Regions from separate parts of the Hordeum vulgare genome. Here region 1 is linked to region 2. Evidence: chromatin contacts called from public Hi-C data. All regions are on one chromosome and are shown on one strand. The core of a region is the stretch at or near the end of the contact, and the rest is flanking DNA. Distances in the headings are between cores, read along the strand shown. Region 1 holds the start of LOC123452871. Region 2 has its middle 6.9 kb from the start of LOC123452869.

Region 1 (6,416 bases), core at 192-2,691, 62 kb before region 2:
GGCGAGATCGACCGACATCGGGTTCGCCACCGTGGGCTTGTGCTTCCTGCCGTAGCGCCGCATCGAGCTCGCGCGCATCAGGTCGTCCTTCTTGGTCCTCCGGACCGGGACGGTGCCCGGCGCGCACCTGCCGTTCCGGTGCCACAGCTGAACCATCGGCCTCTCGCCGTCGCCGGAGGAGGCCACATTGGCCTTGGACTCGTCGTACAGGCCCTCCGGGTGATAGCTCGGCCTCATCTGCAAGGACAAAAAAAAATTCTCAGGAATGAATCCAGCAAAAACAGCGGCATGTCCTGCTGCTGATGCATCTGAAATCAAACTTAATATTGGTACCTGGATGGTGTGGTTCTTGAGGAAAGGGTGGTCGAAGGCCGGCTGGTGCGAGATGTGCACGCAGTCTATGATGTCCCCGTCAGGGCTCTGCTCGATTGAATTGCAAACAAACAACAGTTAGCAAGCGTCCGCTGACTCGAGTTTTGAGCAAGAATCGACGAAGAAATCCATTGCAAAAGGACACCGCTGCTCTACTTCGGTTGGCATCCATTGATTGACTGAAGTTCAAAAGGACACTAGTACCGCTGCTTTGGCTGGCATCCACCGATGAAGCTTCAGATTTTACAGTTAAGCAAGAAAGAAACTCTTCTTCACAAAGTAGCGGGCATCTTTTTCTTGAAATTTTTGCTTGGCCTTTTTGCAAAATTCGTAAAGGGAGAAAGCGAATCGGCCCCAAGAACAGGCCGCCGGGGAAAGAAAAACAAGCCCCCCGGAAAGGCCGCCCTTTTGAATCAGGGCGTGGCGACTTTGAGCGGCCAAGAACTGCGCCCGTTGCATCAATCTCGCCCAAATCTCCCCCAAAAATGCAGATTGAAACGGATACTTGCCAGCTTTGACCAGGAAGGAAGGAAGGAAGGAAGGGAAAAAAATAAGAAATCCCCATTCAAATCTTGGGGGAAGAATAACAGCGGGTCGGGTCAGAAAGAATCTAATCTAGCTGGCTCGGCGGGCGCACGTACCTCGATGCTCTTGACGGCCGGCTTGTTGAGGCGCTTGAGGTGGCGGTGCATCCTGGCCTCCGGCGACCTCGCCGCCTCGCAGGAGAGGCACATCACCGCCGCCAGCAGGCATGCGACGACGCGCGCAGCGGACATGGCTCCCCCTCGCTCACTCACTCCTCCGCCCCAGCCCTTCTGTCGCCCAGCACCTTGCTCCGGCTACAACTTGAAGAACGAACAGGCGCCCTTCTGCACCAGAGACACCCCTCGCCGCCGGCGACCTACCGCCGCGCCGCCTGCGGGGACCGGCCTGCGGATTTTGAAACAATGCGGGGAGGGGGAGGGGGGTGGCACGCTCTCCTCCGCTCCTGGGGCGGCTCGCCGTCTGGGCTTGGGGACTCGGGACGCTGGCGCTAGTGCGGCTAGGGGACTGAGGTTTGTTTACAAGTGGGCAGTGGAAGTGGAGCGAGCGAGAGGACCCGGCCGCGTTGCGTTGCGTTGTGTGTCTTGGCTGCCTGCCGCTCGGCTCAGTCTCGCACGCTGCGGCTTTTGCCGTTTTCCGGGCGTAGCTTTTTCTATCGTACATGGACGGAAATGCCCCTGCGGTGCGCGAATTCGTAAATTGCTCCGGGACTCCGGGCCGTGCGGACGTCAGAACGAGCCAGCCCCCCGCTGGAATGTGGGCCGCCCTGGATGAGTAAATTTTTGAAAACAAGAAACGGTTGTGTTGATGAGCGGTAGCCTGCATTTCTGGCGATGGGTGCGGCATCTGCTTTGTAATGGGTGCAACATGTTGTACTTACTCATACGCTTAGCAAATGTCCAAGACTAGAACACAAAGGTTGAAATATGTCGGAAGTATGAACGATTTACCATGTAATTTTACTAACAGAAATAGTAAAGAAATCGCGACTATCATAGTAGTTATAAGACAAGTCATGCGATAATACAGAGAGTATGCACGTAGCATCTGAAGTGATGAGTATGAACAAAACATATCTAGAACACAAGCTAGAACAAGAAATTGCGGCAGAACTCAAACAAGAAGAAAACAAACACTTACTGAGTTGCAGCAGCGGCAGCAGTGGGATTGACGTTGCAATCGTCACCGGCCATATTATTGAAGAGGTTGCTGACGTCGGGAAAGAAGTCGTCGTCCAGGAAGTGGTCCTCGACGTCTGTGGTGGCCGTGATAAAGAAGACAGTAGCCGCGCAAAGCGTTTCCCAAAAACCTTATCACCCTTCTCCCATACATGACTCAAAAAGGCGAGGTTTCGCACAAGAGAGGCAGGTGAAAAGCAGCAGTCGAAGGGTGCAGCGTTCGTATTTAATGTCCACTACCGCAAAACTTTTCACTTCCCAATCGACCTTTCGTATACCAGTCGTGCGTGCAAGCGCTTCGTGACGAGACGAACGGCGAAGGAGAAGGAGCACACGTGTACGTCTCTCTTGTTTCATACATGTGAGGAAACATTCTTTTTTATAAGAGGTCCAACTCCTAACAAACTAGTAATGTGAGACTAAACTTTAGTTTCACCTCTTGCCTTACACGAATGGGCTAAGTGAACCTCTAGAATTTACTAAGAATTTTGAAAATTTTACCGGTTATTGAACTTAACAATTTATCAAGGAAGATGTAAAAGGTGACCACGCCAAGTGGAAAAAGATCGAGGTAAAGCACATATGTCATGAGTAGTAAAATAAGTTCAGTCAACATGTTGACTTATTGACGGCAAAAAAATGTTGACTTGACGACTGATAGAGACTTAAGATGACATTGTATCACAAAGACTACAACATTCTATTGTTGTTTTCGGTTTTCTTGCCGAGCTGATACTATACTCCGTCAGTTTCATAAATATAAGATGACTTACATATTTTATTATGGACTACGAAATGATTGAACAAATATACTAAAATGTGTACGTATACAATTTTTTCCAAACGAACGGGATTTTCCTTCAGCCCTAACTTTCTTAAGCCAAGAAAGATAAAACCAAATTCAAATGGTTAACATCTTTTGGCGACGAAACAATAATTGCCGCCACCGACTAAAGGAAGGGTTTAACATAAAGTGGCCAGTATTACATTTTAAGACAGCGAAGATCGCTTGACACAACAAGTAATTGAAGAGCACAAAACGCAAGATGAACTCCCTGCATGCATCAAGCACGTTGGCAATCATAAGCAACTCTTCTCATCGGTGAATCAACAGTCTTAAACACCGGAGAAGAAGAACATTGTGAGCGTGTCCACAAAGTAATTTTCCATTGCCTTGATCCCACACCGTATACTTTGTCATTTTCGCCCTTGGAAAACAAAATCATTGTGCAATACACATAAGCTTCACAAGGCATGAGATGCATCAATATTAAGAACCTCCCACTCTTTTTTGGTTAAGAAAATTAATAAAGATAGAAAAGAATCAGGTATATAAATACCAAAGACCTCAGTAATAATAGACCAAGTCTCTTTAGCAACTATGCAATCAAAAAATCGATGTTGGGTAGATTCAGGTTCACTACAGGATAATTTATATTTGTGAACGGATAGTGTATGAATTTTTTATATACACCTATATATAAGAAAATAAATGAAGACGCTGTTTTAGTGACCGAGCTCATTGGAGCTCAAAATATTTGAGAAATTCAAGTGGAAAAAAAATTGTGCGGCTAAATAAGGATGGTATGTGTATGTGTGTAAATTTTAGGATGACATACCTTAAGATGCGCTTCATATAAAAAAATAAATTCATGGTCTGAAAGCATGAATAGTAACATGTGTTAAAAAGTTCCTTCTTTTCTTTTGCAAAACCCTCATTTCAATGTATTTTCCCCCTCAAAATTGACACGCATGTGCGTTACGCCTTCATGCATATCTGTAATCTTTTCAGAATCCTATTAGACATAGAAAATTATGAAGTTTGATTAAACTTGAATGCGAAGGCCTAGCTTCAAAAGCAATTTTCGAAAACAAACTTGGAATAAGGAAGTATTCCGTCCTACATAATTCCATGCCTCCTGAACTTCAATCGTATCATCTCTGTCGTGTGGAAAGAACTACTCCTTCCGTTCTTAAATATAAGTCTTGTAGAGATTTCACTAGTGGACTACGTACGGATGTATATAGACATACTTTAGAGTATAGATTCACTCATTTTGCTTCGTATGTAGACCCTTAGTAAAATCGCTTAAAAGACTTATACTCCCTCCGTACCAGAATATATGTCGCTGGAGTAGCTAAACTCAGCTACTCCAGCGACATATATTCTAATACAAATGGAGTATTTAGGAACGGAGGGAATACATCCTCTCCATAACAAAGATCCTCTACATACTCAACAACAACAACAACAACAAAAAGTTCCTCTACATAATAATTAAACAAAAACAAAAAGATCGCTCAGCACGTGCTGTGTAGGCGGTCAAAGTTTACTAAGCTATGGTAATACCGAACCCGAAACAGGGATTATAATACCGGACATGCTCTTTGTTTTGTGTTCAAGGAAAGGATAGGGATGATGGCCGCCGCTCACGCCTCGGACGTGCTCGTGCCGAACCCAAATCTTCTTCCCCACCGTCGGGCCGTGCGTGCGTGCATGCATGCGTTTGGTAATTTCCTCCACCACCACCACCACCACACCAGAATGGATCGGGCGCCCGGCCGCCACCTACCTCGGGCCCCGCTCACCCCGCACCCGCGGCCACGTGCGAGCCTGCCGCCGCGCGCGCGTAATCTCGCCGACCGGTGGGGCCGCGGCCGCACGGACCCACCTGCCTTTCACCTTTCGGTGCGTGCGAGCGGCCGCGCGCACCCGTGTGCCTGTGGTGGTGGTGGTGGTGTGGCATTGGATCCTGCCCGGGCATGCTGTGATTAGCGACATGGGCTCAGGGTGAAAAGCTCCCTTGGTAAAAAGTGATTAGCCGGTGCTTACTATTCTTCTTTTTTTTCCTTTGCGGGATAGCCGGTGCTTACCACTGTACGGGAGGTATGGCTAACAAGGAGCATACAAACAGGGTACAAATCCTGCACCGTTTGCTTCGTTATTTTGTACAGTGGCGAAGCTACGTACAAGCCTACAATCATATGTGTAGTACAGATGCTGCTTAAGTGCTTAACCTTTTTGTACCGTAGTACTACTTGTAATGGAACTAAACTAGACTATTGCTGATTGTTTAAGCTCGGCTTCCATCATGGCCAGCATGCAAAACACGGTCCACCCCCCTGTTAACAAGCACTGTTTGGCGCCATTACGACGATCTGTAGCCTCTAAGGGACAACCACATACGACCATCCTGTATAATACTCCCTCCGTTTCTAAATATAAATCTTTGTAGAGATTTCACTAGTGGACTACATACGGATGTATATAGACATACTTTAGAGTGTATATTCAATCATTTTGCTCCGTATGTAGACATCTAGTGAAATCGTTTAAAAGACTTATATTTAGGAATGAAGGGAGTACAACCCAGAGTCTGCATGAAACTCCTATTTTTTTTTTCTTTCTCTACGACGTTCGTGAAAGCCTGAAAAATCTACGACGACAGCATTCGTACCTCGGCCTGGTGAGAATGCTGCGAAACGGGTCAATGTTCGTACAGAACAATATCATAGGCCGAGACCCCCCCGTCCGTTCCGTACACTAATCCTCGCTCTGCTGCTAAAATATTTTAACCGTCGCCGGCCGGGGATGTCTTTTCGCGTCAGTCTCAATCAGAGCCGCCTCAGTGCAGCAACACCAACGGCAGCGATTAGCAAACGAATTCAGTCCCTCTACATGAACAACCCCTGTTAGTAGTAGTAAAACACTGCACGCGGTAATTATAGTGTTACCGCTGCTGCCTGCGCCGGGGGTTGGTGGTCTGTTCTCTGTTGGTTGGCGCCTTGCGGAAGCAGCAGCAGCAGCACATGGTCAATGCATTGCAGACACATCTGCTATAACTGTGAAACGGGATGATTGGTCTCCCCACGACCAGATCTTACAGCCTTGGTAACAGGGTAAAAATAACGTGCTAAACAGAACACTACAAGATTCATTTTACGTGCAGTACGTGTGGCTGGTCCTCCTTCGTTCTGACGTAGCAAGGGCCCACATGGCAGGACCCCCACACCCCACCCTCCTCTATTGGGTGAGGGCCGGATGCATTAGAACATGATTAATAGTATAGCCAGCTGTTTGTTATAAGCAGTTTTATAGCCCATCATATAGCTAGCTTGTATAATAGTTAGCTATAAAAGAGTATTACTTTTATCATATATGGCGTACCTCTCATTCTCACAAAGTATCTATGAGCACGTGCTAGAGGTGGCTCTTCACGAAGAGTCTGTTTTCCTTCTCTCTTCTCTTCTCTCTCATCCAATTCAGTAAAAATATAGTATTTTAATCCTTACAGCCTGCTAACCGTAACTTATTGTACTTGC
Region 2 (6,100 bases), core at 2,624-5,123:
GCGTATATAATTTGAACTGCATAAAATTAAGTGCTGTAAACAGAACCTTTTTTATTTCTTCATCAAGATTGAGGAAGGACTGAGCAGCATAATGTTTACCAAAATGTTGCTTCGCAAAAAGCTTCCTAGCTTCATCTTCTGCCAACCCATGAACCAGGTGAAGTTTGTCAACTGATACTGGTAGACCCACTACTTCCATTCTTTCAGTATACACCTTCAAGCAACGTTCAAGAATGCCCTTATTGAAAACTTCAACAAGTGACCCTGTCGATGGAATTTCGCCTTTATTCAAAGCTTCAAGTATCTAAACAAAATCATACAATGTCAGATCATATTTTTCAAGAAAATATTAAGACTAAAGATACATGAAAAAAATGAGCACCAGCGAGCATTACCTGCCCTAAGAAGGATACAAACTCCTTTCCATTTAAAGTTCTACCCTGCACAATTTTTGGTTTTATCATGGATGCAACTAATTGCTTCAATTCATCCCTCCTTTGTACATACAACGGTTCAAGTTCCTGGTCCTCCAGATCACATAACTTGGTTCTTTGGAGATGAGGCTGGAAAAGAAAATTTTCATCATCTCAACTTCCCAATCAGTTATAGAGACAAAAGAGAATCTAGCATAGAATCATTGGAATGAACATAGATTGAGTTATAGGTAACAACACTAAAGTCAAGTTAATCGTTACCACATTTATGAATAAGGATAAAAAAGACAATGTTTAACATACAACCGTTTCATCACCAAAATCATGTTTTATCCTTAAATTTCAGGCAGGCACACTGCATGACGTTAATTAAGGCGGAATCTTTCAAGATCTCAATCATTCACGGCCATCAATGCAGCTAATGGTAATGTAGAACATGAAATTAGTCTGTTGTAACACACACCTGGGGCAAGCTAAAAGCAGTACTGTTATCACCCATAATTGCCAAAGAGTCTCTGATTTGGTTGACCTAATAAAAACATGAAAACCATTTTTTTGTCAACAAACTTGCATATCATATTTTTCCACTTAGAGATAGCTTAAAATAAGTGTACCTCATCAATATATTTGTCTCCTGTAATAAGACATTAAAAGAAGGTTAATTCAACTGCCCAAAAGATATTTCGAGATCCAACAACTGCAAAAAGAGGTACTTCAATAGCAAAAGAATCTCAAACTAATAAAGTACGTAGGCAGCAATATAACCTGAACTAACCATTGATGTTGGGCACCCGTTGGAGAGCTTCATCAACCATCTGTTGTACAGATTTTCCTTCTGTTTTATGAAAATTAACAGTCAAAAAAAAGTTCAACCAAACAGTGAATTATCCTCAGGAGAAAACATCACCAACAAACGGTGAACAGCAAATACTAGGCATAACTCAACAGTGACTTGTGTGAAAAAAAGTATATATTTAGTGCTGCAAGTCTAAAACCCATGCTAACTACTTAATCAGATAAAAAGATGAGATAGAAACATGTTTGAACCATTCAGGCAATACCGTATGGTCTACTGGTCTGCAGAAGGGACTATTGTATGTAAACTCTTTTGCACAGAAAATAAAAGAAATAGGAACTTAGAGATTTTGTTACATTTATCTATCGACAACAGGGGAAGTCAATCATATCCCGAAGTGAAGCCTTCAATTCAGAGATGTTCAAATCTTCAGAAAGAATTCAACAGTTTCAGTGAGATCAGGATTCAGGGGAACCAAGTAGTTAGCCAATCAATTAGAATTCTGATGATCTGATCTGTGATACACTATATATATATATATATATATATATATCTCCAATGACAATTCATGCATCTAACTATCAGTACGGCCGAAAGTAAATACCCGTGATACAAAATCACCTAGTTAATACACAAACAACTTACCAAGAAAATCCCTCTGTATCAGCCACAGAAGTTTTGCTGGCTCAAAAGCAACATCTTGGCCCTGCAGAAACAGGAAACACGACTTACATATAGTGTTCAATATTCAAAACTCCGAGAGTCAAGTTAATAAAGTATTACCTTCACTCTTGTTTTGCACAAGCCATATAGGAAAACAGAAACTTGTTAGAACACACTAGGAATATGCTTGTTAAAATAAAAAAGGTCCAATCAGAAATGGCAGCAACCAAACCTTCCATAGAATTCTTCAGCAAGTTCGACAGCGAATGAGAGTCTGGATATGTCTGCTTCACGAATCTACCAAGTATGTAAAATTGACGGCTATATATCAAATCGCTAAATTAATTAACAGCTTAAAATACGAGTAGACGTGAGGGTGTTAGAAACACACCGTCTCAGGGAGATTGTAGACAAGAAGAGAACTCAGGACAGCTGCCAGAGCGAATATCCTAACATGAAAACAAAACGTCCGACGGCGTATTTTACATTAGAGCCAAAAATTTGTAATGTGTAATTACCACAGAGTTTATTTTGTAGGCAACAGCAACAAACCTATCATCATATACATTGGATTTTCCAATGCTCTCAAATCCTTCAGTATCCAAGTAAAGGACAGACACCTTGGAGCCATCAACATCGACCTCGACGGGAGTACCCCCAGATCCATATACCTTCAAAGTGTGTTGATATCTCAGATCGATCAGCATATGTGTGCGGCATTCACAAGAACATAAAACTGATGGCACATCTTACCTTTAGTTTTGGTATCTCGCATGTGTCCAACCCCGAAACCTGCACAGCAAATTTATCATTCTCCTGGCCAAAGCAACCATTAACATGAATTGTGAAGCGAGAGATATAAGACACGAAAAGCTTGTCATCATACCTTTATCACATGATAAGGAGAGAAGCTGGTTGAGAAGGAAAGATTTTCCAGATCGGTATGGACCAATGACCTGATTTGACAGGCACAGACAGACACATAGAAAGAACTGATCAGTGTGTGCAGCCAGAGACAAACATGCGAAGGCCGCATCGCCGTGTCGTTGATTTGGAAAATGAAAGAGGAACCAACACTGTAATAACGAGAAGCAGAGATTAGTAATTTCGTGACATACAGAAACAGCTGCTATCGGGGTGTTGATCCTTTGAATCGCCTCCAGGCCTTGTTTCGAAAGACGGAGCTTAGTGTGGCCATAATCCGGCTCCACAATCGGGAACCTGCATCATAACTGCCATCGATAAAAAAATCTGGTAGCCACAATGATTGTTGTACAGGGTCTCTTTTCTGAAATCGCTTCATGTTTTGAAGATTAAAAGAGTTCTGAAAACAGTTACACATGAACCTAGGGATGTACGTACAGTACACTACATCTCCGTAAGTTTTCATGATGAAATAGGCTTGTGGTTCAAGCTAAAAATAATCATTTCTCTCTAGCACATGCTACGTACGTCTTTGAGTTGTAACGCTAATGATAACTTCTTTTCCATGCAAGCAGAGCAGTGCTCACAACAGGATGGCACAGAAAGAAAAGCAAAACAGGTGTATAATCTCGAATGGAAGACTTACGCGCGGTCCAGGTCCAGCTCGCCCGCATCGGATTCCCCTACCGCGGCGGCAAGCATGGCCACCATCGCGGCCGCCGCCCATACTGCCAGGGCACGCCTCGGCCACCCCATCTCCGCCGCCTTCTGGTTCTGGCCGAGCAGCCGGGGCAAGAGCTGGCTGGCTTACGGCGGCTTCTCCGCTGGCTGGCAAAGGAGGAGCAGCTCGAGTCGAGGACAAGTGAGAGATCCGGCGACAGGCAGACAATGGAGGAGTACTAGGGGGAGGGAGGGAGGGCCGGCGGGGTGATAATGATATAGCATAGCAGTAAGGATTTGGGTTTGGGATCGCACGCGGTGGGGGGTTTCCCCTTTCCCGTTGCCGTTTCCCCCCTGCTCGCGGTTTGCTTCCTTGGAAGGCGGGAGGGAAAGCAAAAGGAGACGTCCAGGCGACGCCAGCCACACTCGCTGCACTGCAGCCTGGAGGTGGATTGCATGGACTAGGATGGGTTATAGCCGACATTTTGTTTAGGGAAGCACCGGCGCGCCGGCCCGACTATTAGGCCGGTCGACCTACAGCCGTCAGGTTTGCCCCTCCCCCTCCCTCCAAGCCGTCGGATCCCGTCGTCCTCATCCCTCCTCTCTTCAACGGGAGGCCCCCAGCACGCGCCAACGCCCCCAGCACGCGCCGACCGCCTCACCTCACCTCCTCACCGCTGACCGCCCTTCACCGTCGGTCGCCGCCCTCGCCGCTCTCACCTATGTCGCCTCCTGTGCGTTTTTAACCTCCATGGATGTAGCAGCGTGCGCTCATGGTTGCAACCCCTTGTAAAAAACAATACGGTTGCAACAAAACAGAACGACAAATGTAGCAAAATTGTATAATGGTTGCAGCATTTTCCATCATGGTTGCAACTCGTCCATGTCAACGGTTGTAGCAAAAACATAATACGGTTGCAACAACAAAAAATGACTGATGTAGCAAATTTGTATAATGATTGCAGCATTTTTCATCATGGTTGCAACTCGCCAGATAGTTACCACCTATCATACGGCTTTCTAACTCCACTTCTTTTTCTGGTCGTTCCGCTCTGTCGGATCGATGGTAGTCTCAGAGATCTGGTAACCTCCGACATTTTTGACAACACGCTTCCTGCTTCCGTTTTGAGTTGCGCATCTTTCTCGAATGTGATGTTGTGCCTATTGAAATAACATGGTGGGGGAAACAAAGGAGATACTGTCTGTGGTACGATCGGTCCGTAGCGGGAATATTATGAGCCGAGGTAGCTAGGGGCAATCAGCGTTTTAAGAGCAGGCATCCCCAGTAAGGAGAACTGGAGACCGGACCAGATGTCATTAATGAAAAGAAGCGAGGTCTACGATAAAGGAAGGCTATTGGTGTTGAATAAACAAAACCACACCGAACCAGTCAGGAGTTTTCAGAGATTATGCCCAGCGTTACATGACACCACTTCATTGTATGCAACACGAGGAACCGATCAAGAAAGACGAAGCAGACATGCACAAGTTCAAGAGTGAGGTGGTAAATCATTGTATCAAGATGTCAATCTTAGATCTTATTTTAGTTCGATACGTCCACCTACGAAACTCGCCTTTGGCTTTCGTCTCGGTAGGTGTATTATTCTACATTTTCCCATGTCAACGATTGTAGCAAAAAAAAAATACGGTTGCAACAAAAAAGAATGACTGATGTATCAAATTTGTATAATGGTTGCAACATTTTTTCATCATGGTTGCAACTCCGCCTACAAAACTCCGGTGAAGTTTGGTTGCAACTCTCATGGACGTGGTTGTAACTTCTTTTATCAATGGATGAAGCTTTTTTTATGCCGTTTGAAGCTTTTTGCACACCGTTTGTAGCTTTTTTTAAATACATGCATACATACAGATCGGTACATGGCAGGAGGCAGCCATGTCATCTCCCCTGTGGCTCGGCCCGAGCACCGGCGATGGCGGTTTTGCAGCAGCGCCAGCGAAGGGTACGAGGGCGTGCGGCGGTGCCTGCGGGGGAGGGGGCGACGGCGGCATGCGCAGAGGAGGAGCAGCACGCGACGGCGCGCGCGCTGGGCGGCGGGGAGGGGCGACGGCGACTTGCGCAGAGGGGAAGCACACGGCGGCGGCGCCTGCGCGGGGAGGGGGCGAGCGGCATGCGCGGGGAAGCACGCGCGGCGGCGCCGCGCGCGAGGAGGCGACGCGACTTGCGTGAGGGAAGCACACGACGGCGGCGCCTGCGGGGAGGGCGACGCGACTGCTGGGGAGCACACGACGCAGCTGCTCGCACGGGAGGGGGCGACGGCAACCTGCGCGGGGGGAGGGGACGCGCGCGATCCGCCCAGATCGGATGAACGCGGTGCGTCCGGCCGAAACAGTTCGACCGACACGCTGTGTATAAACGTTTCCCTTTTGTTTTTATGATCGTTTTTTCTACACGAGAGAAAACTTCCAGTTTATTCATAAGCAATCAATCAATCTAGTATATAGAACACCAGATGTAACAAAAATTACAACCAGATGTATAAAAATTGTATAGTTTTTTGTTGCGGTTTAATCGGTTATTGATGTCTACTAGGTATATGCGCCAAGCTTGCCAAAGACATACTGAAGGCCAAGGAAAATAACAGTGCAATATAATTGTCTGAAC

The links. Hi-C and Micro-C count contacts between places; a contact is called where the count stands out from the background.
Region 1: a contact with region 2 is called in a Hi-C map of leaf, with 3 times the contacts expected there. The contact joins the promoter of LOC123452871 here to the enhancer-like site in region 2. A contact is called at or near these places in 4 of 6 Hi-C or Micro-C datasets (leaf and seedling) and 1 of 1 datasets of contacts at active chromatin or transcription factors (embryo).

What each region holds. Positions count from the first base shown.
Region 1 is chr5H:554,189,490-554,195,905 of MorexV3_pseudomolecules_assembly, reverse strand. LOC123452871 reads right to left here and starts at 1,441. Exons shown (of 7, transcript XM_045129597.1): 1 at 1,014-1,441; 2 at 334-420; 3 at 1-237. The coding sequence starts at 1,148.
Region 2 is chr5H:554,129,899-554,135,998 of MorexV3_pseudomolecules_assembly, reverse strand. It overlaps the pseudogene LOC123399043. Among protein-coding and RNA genes, the nearest start is that of LOC123452869, 6.9 kb to the right of the region's middle. Within about 2 kb of position 3,873, at least 2 of the 3 cell types and tissues checked have open chromatin away from gene starts, as enhancers often do. A contact at or near this core is called in leaf, where this site is marked.